2 separate regions of the Mus musculus genome follow, and region 1 is linked to region 2. Evidence: chromatin contacts called from public promoter capture Hi-C data. All regions are on one chromosome and are shown on one strand. The core of a region is the stretch at or near the end of the contact, and the rest is flanking DNA. Distances in the headings are between cores, read along the strand shown.

Region 1 (5,235 bases), core at 1,077-3,576, 6.8 Mb after region 2:
GGCTGCAGCCCCTCTGCCTCCTTTCTGTTGTTGCTGCTGCTGCCTGTACACCTCTTTGGGTTGCGCAACTTTGATTTCGCACTGTAAATAAACAGAAAATTTGCAGATGTTCCAAGTTCTGAACATAGAACAAGTTTCTCTTCACACTGACTTCACACACACAATCCTCTAAGTTGTTAAGGGATTTACCTTCCCAGAACCTATTTGATGGTATCTGCTTTCTAACAGTTTCTTTACTGGCTCTTCGTCTGTGTATGTGATAAAACAGAATCCTCTTCTTTCATTTGTTTTTGTATCCATGGGAAGCTCAATATTTTCTATCTGAAATCAGGTGCACAGACAAAACAAACAAACCCACCAGTTAATAAAGATTATATAATGCCACAGGCTCTTCACAAACACCAGACACATCTACTGACCACCATGTTCTAAAAAGTTGTGTTTTATCTTTTTATAGTACCTTACACCCCAGAGGCCACCAATTGGTGAAACACTTTACACCTTTGGGGCTTTGGCTAAGTAAGATTAGATACTGGTTTCCACTACAACATAGAAAGCAGCAGTGAAGACGAAGCAAGAGAATTCAGTCCCATCCGGTGAAATATTAATGAACCCCCCCAGACTTGACCAAACACGAGCACAGACACACATACATACACAAACACAGCCCACCTCTCCAAAGGCTCCAAAATATTCTTTAATTTGTTCTTCTGAAGTATCTGGGCTCAATCCACCCACAAAGACCTTTTTAGGGGGTTCTTTCCCCTTTAAAGCTTTGGCCCTTTTGGGGTCTATCAATTTGCCATCCAGTTTGTGTTCTTTCAGTTCCAAAACCTGGAAGACAAGGCAGTTTGGACTTAAAAGCCTAGAGCAACTTGCAAGCAACGCAGTAGACTCAATGCAAAACACAGCCCTACCTTATCCACACTAGCAGCATCTTTGAAAAGCACAAATCCAAATCCTCTTGATCTTCCCGTGACTGGGTCTGTTTTAATTGTGCAGTCTACCACTTCCCCAAATCGAGACAAATATTCAGTCAGATCTTTCTTGCTTGTATCCCAGCTCAAGCCTCCAATAAACATTTTACTAGAAATAAAGTTATTTAAGAAAAATAAGCTTAACAGTAACTTAGTGATTAAATACAGGGCAACTTACTCTCCAGACGCAATCTGTTTTGACTACAAACACTAACATTAGACCACAAAAATCTTAACCACTTGTTCAAGCCAGCTGGCACGTTGCTTTGTACCACGCGAACTCAAAACTTAGAAAAAAAAAAAAAGCCATTAGAATCTGGTAGATGTCCTGCCCTGCTTGCTTTGGATTGCAGAGCACAACTTTTACACCGATTCCCCCGCAACTTACGTAGACTCTTGCCCACAGCCTTAAAGCCAACTTTGCTACCTAGGAAACTTTTAGTGCCAGTCGTCTACTGGTGCCCCAACCAAAAGTTTCCCAAACCTAACCCAGGAAAATTCGCGAGCGGCCAACACACACAATGAAGAGGCGGCAGCGGCAGCAGCAGCTGCAGCAAGTGGCGCACAGAACCCGGCCCCTCCCCCCTCCCGGGCCCCACGCGGCGCCTGCGCACTCGGGACACCGACGGCGCCTCTCTCCTTCCCCAACCCCTCCTCCCTTCCCCCACCCGCGGCGGGCCTCTCGAGTCACCCCATCTTACTTTCCACTAGTGGGGAAGGCTACTGGGGTCCAGCGGGCACGCGGAGAATCGACTCGGGGAAAGACTGGGGGCAGCGCGCGCGGCTCCGGAGGGACGAAGGGCGCGCGCGGGGCTCTGGGGGAGGGGAGGAGCGGAGCGTGCGGTACCCGTCATCCTGCTGGTTCTTGCTCGCGTTGATCTTGGATCCCTCTGCGAACTCCTCTATGTTGCTGTACTCATTCATGTCCTCCATGGTGGCGGAGCCGTCGGCGAGGGGGTGCTGGCGCGCAGTCCGGGTCCCGGCGGCAGCGGCGGCGGAGCGTTGTATGGAGCTAGATTTAAAATGGCGGCGGAAGAGATCCGGCCGCCGCCTGCGCCCTCCCTTTATAGCCGCCCCGCCCGCCAATCGGGAGGGCTGCTGGGCGGTGACGTGGCGCGGGCTCCGGCGCGCCCCCTGGCGGGAGGCGCTGGAAGCGAGCGAAGGGAGGAGCGGGGCGAGCTGCCGGGGAGCCCGTGGCCGCCAATGGGAGAGGCCGCGGGAGGCTAAAGTAGCGGGAGCGGAGGGGAACAATGGCGGCGGCACATGGGAGAGCCGGGGCGGGACCTCCATCGCCGCGCTCCGGATGAGGAGCGAGGTCGCGCCGCGGGGAGAGTCAGCCGTGCGGGACCGGGAATCGCGAGCGGCGCCGTGGCAGGGCCACAGTCCCTCTTGCCTTGAGAGCCGTTGGCGTCGCGCGTCCAGTTCGGCTCAGTCCCTTGCTGCGCCCTCAGTCCCCTAGTGCAGAGCTGCTGCTGCTGCTGCAGCGGCGGCCACTCCGGCAAAAGGGCGGCGTGCACCCCGCGCCGCTTGCTGAAGCTGCAGCGCGCCCGTCCGCCCGCTCGCTCGCCCGCCCTCCCGGCGCACGCGTGTTTTGTCCTCGCGCCGGCTGCAACCAGCCGAGCAGAAAGCCTGTGCGCGATGACCGCCTCCGTCCTGGCGGGGACGGCTTTTCCGCCGTCGCCTCGGGGCGGTGTCGGCTCAGGGGCCGTGGCTGCAGGATCTCTCTCTGCAGCCCGGGTTCCGTGCGTTCGTTCTCCGAGGCTGGCTGAGGCCGCGGCGGAGGGCGGGGCCTGCTCGGATGACTGAAGCTGTGCCAAGGTGCACGCGGTGGGCGGGGAAGGGGTCAGGTGCCGGGGAAGACAAGGGGCACTCACGTCCCGGGCGCGCCACTCAAGGGACTCCCGTCTGCACGAGCCCCGGGCCTCCCGCGCAGGCTCCAGCAGGCTGCGGAGGGCTGGTGCCCGCGCTCGGGCTCCAGGCTCCAGGCTTGGGTGCTCGCTTCTTTGTTCCCGCCCACGCGAGGCCTATTTTGACCGACGGGTTCGCGGCTCGCCGGCGGCCAATAGGCACGCGCTCCTTGTTTCCTCCACCCCCCCCCTTTGAATCCCGGAGCCCCGCCCCTCCGGCTGCCCACGTGGTCCGGGCCTGCGCGGCTCGCCTGCTCGTCGGGTGTAGTACCCTAGGCGGCTTCCTCTGCAACTGCGGGTCCCAGCTCTGTCTCTGAGCCCCTGGTCGTTCGCTGTCGCCAGCGCCTCGGTTGTTGCTGGGCCCTCGGGAGCTCAAGACGCGCAGGCGGTGTTGCCCTCCTTAACCAAGGCCGAGCCCGTGGTAGCATCCGGCAGGGAAATGGTCGTGGTTTCCGTGCCCGCCGAAGTCACCGTAATCCTGTTAGATATCGAAGGTACCACAACCCCGATTGCTTTCGTGAAGGTGAGGGGCGGAAGGGAGCGGGGAAGTTACTTGTGCCTAAAAGCATCTGAAAGGGAAATTTTAAGTGTTGGAGATTTTGCCTGGGAGGCTCAGGAGAGGCGGTGTGGCTTTATGTCTCTGGAATGGGGAAGAGAAGCTGCGGCGGTTTGCGGGGGTGCTTTTCCTCGCGCCACCATCTTCTCCCCTGTCCTTGCTTTCGGTTAGGTGGAGAAGGATAGGAAGAAGTGGAGATGGTCTCAGCAACGGCTTGGGGAGGGGCAGGTCAGCTGGGAGGAGTTGGGGTGATTGGAGCTCCCACGGCCTGGCAGGTAGGTGTGTCGCCCGGTGGATGAGCGTCCCCCATGTGCTGAAGGTTGCGGCCCGCAGAGGTGGTGGCCTTGACTTAGTGGTCCTTGAGGTTTAGGCCTTCCCAATGCAAAGACTAAAGTGAAAGGATTTCTAGTGGCTCTGGTATCTTGGGCAATAGCAATTGATTTTCGCACCATCTCACTTGCGCTGGTTTTGAGACTATAAGAACACACCTAAAATTCCATTCATTTTTCTTAGAAAGCCATGGTATCTTGAAGCTTTTGAGTATCTGTCGGGTTAACACAGTTTCACAGGCTTAGGACTTGACTTTCTTCCATGTAGTCAATTTATGCACTGATATTTATGATAGAATAGTTGAGGGTAGTATGGAGGGGGGGGAGTTGGAAAACCCATCGTCCAGTAAACTGCAGCCTGCTTTAAGGTCTATTTTGATTGTTTACTTGTTACAATTGTCTGATTTTTCTAGATGTAGGTCATAATGTTTGTACACAACTTTAGGTCTCCAAATATAACAGCTATTTTATTTAAGACAGGCTCTTAAATAACCTCTATAATTCAGGCTGGCCTCGAACTCCCATGTGCCACAAATCCGGCAAATCAATCTATCTTTCTTTCTTTCTTTCTTTCTTTCTTTCTTTCTTTCTTTCTTTCTCTCTTTCTTCCTAAATAAGAATTATGGTGTTTTAGATACATAGCAAAGGTTCTGGAAAAGTCTAGTTGGCCATTTTGCCAAGATTTTAATTACAGTAGAGACCAGTGGAAAAATTCAAGACTGCCTAAATGCTGATAATTGTGTCCACTTTGTTGTTCTTGTTACATAATTAACTGCTTTGTGTGTGGTGATGGGGGGAGGTGATTGTAGGTCACCAGCTCTATTCTCTCTCTGTCTGCTGTCCGCAGGGCACGGGACCTAAATGACAGCCGCGGTCAGGATATGGCCTTAAATATGTACCATTTTTGGAAAGTTGATTTGTTAAATAAGATAAGCTCATATAAGTCAGCATGGAAACTGTAATGTCTCTTCCCTCAGATGCCTGTGAGCCACTTCTTTTTTTTGTTGTTTTGTTTTGTTTTTCGAGACAGGGTTTCTCTGTGTAGCCTTGGCTGTCCTGGAACTCACTCTGTAGACCAGACTCAGAAATCCGCCTGCTTCTGCCTCCTGAGTGCTGGGATTAAAGGCATGCGCCACCATGGGACCTTGTAATAAAAATGCTCTAGTGACTTAGATTGATACCAGATTATATACACATTCAAGGCTAGCTACAAAATAATGATTTGGGAATCTCCCTTAAAGGATAGCTTTTAGCAATCAAGCATGGTGCTGCCCAGGAAGCTGGGGCAGGAGGGTTGAAGTCAGCTAGGGCAACACACTTATCTCAACAATAAGTAAATACAGGACCTGGAGGTGTGGCTCAGCAGTTACTAGCACTGGGGGCTTTTCCAGAGTACCAGGTTCAATCCCCAGCACCCACATGGTGGCTTACAACAGTCTGTAACTGAAGTTCCAGGGGATCAGATG
Region 2 (4,745 bases), core at 1,934-4,433:
TATGCTTTTTCTGATAAGAGGACAGGAGACTTATGGTGGTTGTGACTCTGTTCTGCCCCCTTGAGCTGCCCTTTAGAGGCATGGTCTTTGATATGGGGATGTCCTAGTAGTCAATTGAAAGTCAGGGTTGTCTTCTTTACTTGTGAAAATGGAGCCTCACTGGAGGGCAATCTTGGTGAAGGAATGTTAGCAAAGACGTTCACAGCAACCCTTAGCTTCAGTTATGGAACAAATCTTTCTTTCAGTTTCTAACAAGCCTGGTTACTACACTACTATTTCCCCATCATATTGGAGGCAGCACTCCTTTAGACGAATTCTACTTTCTCTAACTTAGTATGTCCTGAGCAAGTTTATTAGTACATCCTTCACTGGGTCAGTTTTCCTAACCAAGTTCCTCTTGCTCACTGCCACGCCCCTATCACTGTGCTGAAGAAGACCCACCCAGTATCACATAATAAAGGGAATTCCCTCTATCTTTTTTGAGTGCTGAAAGAGTTTTGATTCCCTTATTTTATATGGGTGATTGTCTAGGAACGTGGTCTTCAAGAATTGCTCAGAAAAGCCCAAGATGAGCTTAATGGATTCAGCACAGGAAGAATGTCTTGTTTTAATAAACAGCACCTACAGGTCTGGTGCAGCTAGCTGAGGAGATAAGGACAAGGCCAGTCTGCAGAAAGACTTCAGGGAGAGGGAGGGGGAGGGGGAGGGAGAGAGAAAAGAGAGAAGAGAGAAGAAGAGAGAAGAAGAGAAGAGAGAAGAAGAGAGAAGAGAGGGAGAGCAAAGAGAGAAAATCGGAGCAATCTCACTTCCTGGAAAATCATTAAAAGTTTGCAGTGGGGAGAGGATGTAATTTGGGGCTAGTATTTTAAAGGGCTGCTGTCTTTCCATATTAAAGTGTTAAATGGATGGAAGTGGAAAGTCAGCGAATTCACCAGTATAAAGCATCCCACTTTGCAGGACTATTCACATCGTGTAAAAATCAGCGTATGTTTTGTATAACTTCATACCCTCTAGAGGGCTAAGAAAAGGATGGTTTCTTCAAGCTTTCTTTTTTCTTTCTCTTCTCCCCCTTCTGACAAGGTCTCACTCTGTAGCCTAGGCTATCCTTGTACTCACCGCAATGCCCCTGCCTTAGCCTTCCAAGTGCAGGGTTTGCAGCCGTCACACTTGGCTGGCTCTCTTCCTTTCTGTCTCATACAGTATGTTATTTATAAAATCTCCTGCCACATTCTTTTACACTTCCTCTTTCACATCACTTATTTTATAGCCCTGGCTCCTTTTCTACCTTTGGCCATTGGAACACAAAGCTCTCCCCAGTCTTCTTGTTCGGCTCCTAAACTTCTCTCATCAGTTGTTTCTTTCTCACCACTGACCCTGTTAGCTGGGCTTTTCCCCTGTTGCAAGATATGTCTGAACTTTAATCATAGCTCCATTCTCTCATCGAGTCGCCAATTGCTGTGCGAGTTTACAAGCATGGACTTTCATCCAGATGTACGTCACTAACGTAATAATTTAAATAATGCTTAAAAGATCAACCACACCTCGAATAAAATTATATAACCTGTAAATCATTTAAGTGGTATGCTAATATTTTATGTTCTAAAACCAAGAAGGCCACACCCCTCTGAAACTGGAATGCTAGCTAGCCCTTTGGTGTTCTCTTCCTCTGCTGCTCTGTGCTCCAAACAGATGTCTGAGTCTCTTTCCAGCTAATACACAAAGCCATCTATTTGAGTAACTCTTCAGCTGTTAAAGCGGTACTAGGTGCCCTCTAGTAGTTTATAAGCTCCAAAGTGACTCACAGAAAACACACCCAAGAGTAAAAAATTCATTTCGGAGAGGCTAGCTGTTTAGAATTCATGAAGGCTCTAAGTTACCGATTTGCATGTTTGTTAGGAGGCAGAGATCTGAGGGAATAGAAAGTAAAACAAACAAACAAAACCAAAACAATCTAGGGAATTTTCCTGCCTCCCGACAGATACTCCACTCCGTGTGAAAGTTAGCCCTGCCTAAGGCATCTAGTTGGTTTGGTTTTTGCTCTGCCTTAGGAGAGGTGTCAGCTTAATAACAACGTTAATTATAATAGACAATAAATGATAATTTATGGGCGATCAAGAACCAAGAGGCTGTGGGAGCCTTCATTAAAACCAAAAGCAAACAGTACAACCATAACCTCTAGAAGCACACTTATTAGATATCTATATACCCTCATCAATCTGCAGTTTTTATTGAAAGGTCCCTCCTTTGAACTTTTTATTATGGAAAAAAAATTTCAAGGCACACAAATGCACTCACAATTCTGTAATGCAGTCTCTACTACCCACCGCCCAACTTCAACAAGTCAGCTGTGTAACCAACTAGTTGAATTTAGCTTTTTTTCTTTCCTGAGTCAGATCGATTAAAAAAAAATTATCTCGGTAAGCATCTTGGAATGTTAAGAGCTTGACTGTTTATTGCAAAATACACCGGTGGTACAACTAAGAAGTTCAGGACGCCCTTCTGCACTCCTGGAAACGCTGTTACAGAGTTATGTGACCTCGGATTTTCGGGGTGTGACCAGAGGCGACAGCCTCGGGCCTCGCCTAGACTGAGCTAGAGTTCCTAGGCAGCTGTGGACCCCGGCACGTAACCGAGCACCACAAATGCCACCCACCCAAGCATGCGCAATCCAGACCCCAGAGTTGCTAAGGCCCCGGAAGAAGATAAGAGAGTCGGGATATATTGAGAGCCAATCAGAGGACGCAACAGCCAGTCGGCCAGCCAATCCAGATTCGAGATTAAATCAAGTCCTCAGCAGTCGGCTTGCCCCACCCTTGTCCAATCAGGGAGCCCGCTACTTTGGGCGGACTTTTCAAAACAGCGAAAACAAAACAAATCGGGGGACCTTTAAAAGGTGTGAGGCGTCCAGAAACTGTCTCCTTCCGCTCTCCGATCGGCTCGCTCATCTTTGCTCCCTTCCGGTTCCATTCTGAAATGAGGCTGGAATCCAGATTCCACTCCCTACCATAGATCCTGGCTCCGCAAGGCCAAGAGGAACAGAAGGGGCCAAGAGAGGCTGGGAACTGAGGCTCGGAGCAGGGACTCTTTTTCTCAGATCCACTGGGCGAGCGAGCGAGGATCCCTCCGCGCGCAGTCACGCGCCCCGCCCCTTGGGGGCGTCGCAGACTCAAAACAAAAACAAGGGGTTTGCTCAGCTCCGGAGGCTGCGGCGGAGCCGGGAGGAGGTGGCGGTGCAGGGCGGGCGCTGAGCCCCGCTGAGGAGCAAGATGCAGCCGGGGCTGTGAGGCCGGGCGGCGGCGGGGAGGTCGGATGCGGGTCTCGGGGTGCCGCTGAGGAGGCTGGTCCCTGAGCTCGGAGACGGGTCCGGACGCCCCCGCCGCGCCGGTCCGTGACGCCGGGGCCGACACGGTGAGTGGGCCTCCCGGGTGGCTCTGGGTTTGGTGGCTCCGGGTCTGGATCGCGGTTTGCTTTGATGGTGGAGTCCCCCAGCCGCAGCTGAGGGACTGACAGGGGCTCCAGGGTGTTCTGAGGCTATACGGTGGGTTGACAGCCCCGGGGCTTCGCACCGTTACTGAGCCCAAGTATTAGGCTACTGCTCGCTGCGGGCGTACTGGACTCCCCACTGTCTCCCCAGCATCCCCCAAGCTACTGGGCCGCCCTGTCTCGAGTTGCGGGGCTCGTCAAAGCTGCAGAAGCTGCGGGGGTAGCTTGGAGGTGGGCTCCGCGACGGGCTCCCGGGGCGGGGCTCCGAAGCCGCCTCCTTCCAGTTCTTTGTTCAGTCTCGAGACTCCCCCTCCCTTCTCTCCTATTGTGCAACGCCCCGCCCCAGAACCCGCTTCGGTGGCTTCAGTCTTCCGGTCCCCCGCTTTCCTCTAGGGCCTAGAGTCTAGTTAGAAGTCCCTGCTGTGCTGTCCAGGTGATGCGGACAGTAGGGGACATTACGCTTCTTGGACACTTTTCCTGTACGTCAAACGCTGTCGGCCACAGAGCTGATCAGAACTAGCCCTGGCCAGCGGAGGTGACCGAGATACTGCCCCCCCATGCCACGCCTCCATGTCTTTAGGGGAGGATTCCCCTGAGGCTGGCGGACGTGACCGATCCCCCCCTCACCCGGTTCTGGCTTGCGTGATCTGGGGCGCCCCTAGCTGGAGGGATCGCGGCCAGCTCCTTCTGCTCTCACACCCTACGTATCCGGATTATATTCTTAACCGGCCGCGGTGTATTTGCTGCAGATGAAGGATTTGGGGGCCAAGCACTTGGCAGGTGGCGAAGGGGTTCAGCTTTTCGGATTGTTGAACTTCTACCTGGAACAAGAACAGAGATACCAACCTCGGGAAAAAGGGCTGATCTTGATGGAGGCTACCCCGGAGGTAAATTTGAGAATTGATAGGACTTGGGGGAAGGTGGGAAGGTAACTTTTTGGTTTTCCTCGTACCAAATCAGTACCAAAGGCTAAAAAGTTAAATCCAAAATTGGCCTCACCGTACTAAGAAAAAACGTGAAACGTGAAAGGGTTCTGCTTTTGTTTTTAGTGAATGTGGAAGTTATACCAAGTGTACTGTAGAGGCGTTTCTTCTGGTGGTGGGAAATTCCTAGAGAATATTTCTAATAGGATCTTAGATTGTGTCAGAAAAACCTCATCAAGGAACCCACATTCTGCTGTAACTACCTTGGGTGGGGCAACACTTCACGTTATATTGAGTTGGCTAAAGTTCTGTATTGGATAAATTTTAAAAGTAGTGATT

Evidence for each region. Promoter capture Hi-C pulls out the DNA fragments that hold promoters and counts their contacts.
Region 1: a contact with region 2 is called in a promoter capture Hi-C map of pre-B cells. The contact joins the promoter of Hnrnpdl here to the promoter of Ccng2 in region 2. A contact is called at or near these places in 1 of 39 promoter capture datasets (pre-B cells) and 1 of 484 Hi-C or Micro-C datasets (CD4 T cells).

Annotation. Positions count from the first base shown.
Region 1 is chr5:100,036,896-100,042,130 of GRCm38.p6, forward strand. It overlaps Hnrnpdl (heterogeneous nuclear ribonucleoprotein D-like), which reads right to left and starts at 2,327. Exons shown (of 8, transcript NM_016690.4): 1 at 1,825-2,327; 2 at 918-1,086; 3 at 673-834; 4 at 190-321; 5 at 1-81. The coding sequence starts at 2,267. Enoph1 (enolase-phosphatase 1) reads left to right here and starts at 3,099. Exons shown (of 6, transcript NM_026421.3): 1 at 3,099-3,407. The coding sequence starts at 3,324.
Region 2 is chr5:93,264,390-93,269,134 of GRCm38.p6, forward strand. It overlaps Ccng2 (cyclin G2), which reads left to right and starts at 3,184. Exons shown (of 8, transcript NM_007635.4): 1 at 3,184-3,408; 2 at 4,233-4,370. The coding sequence starts at 4,233.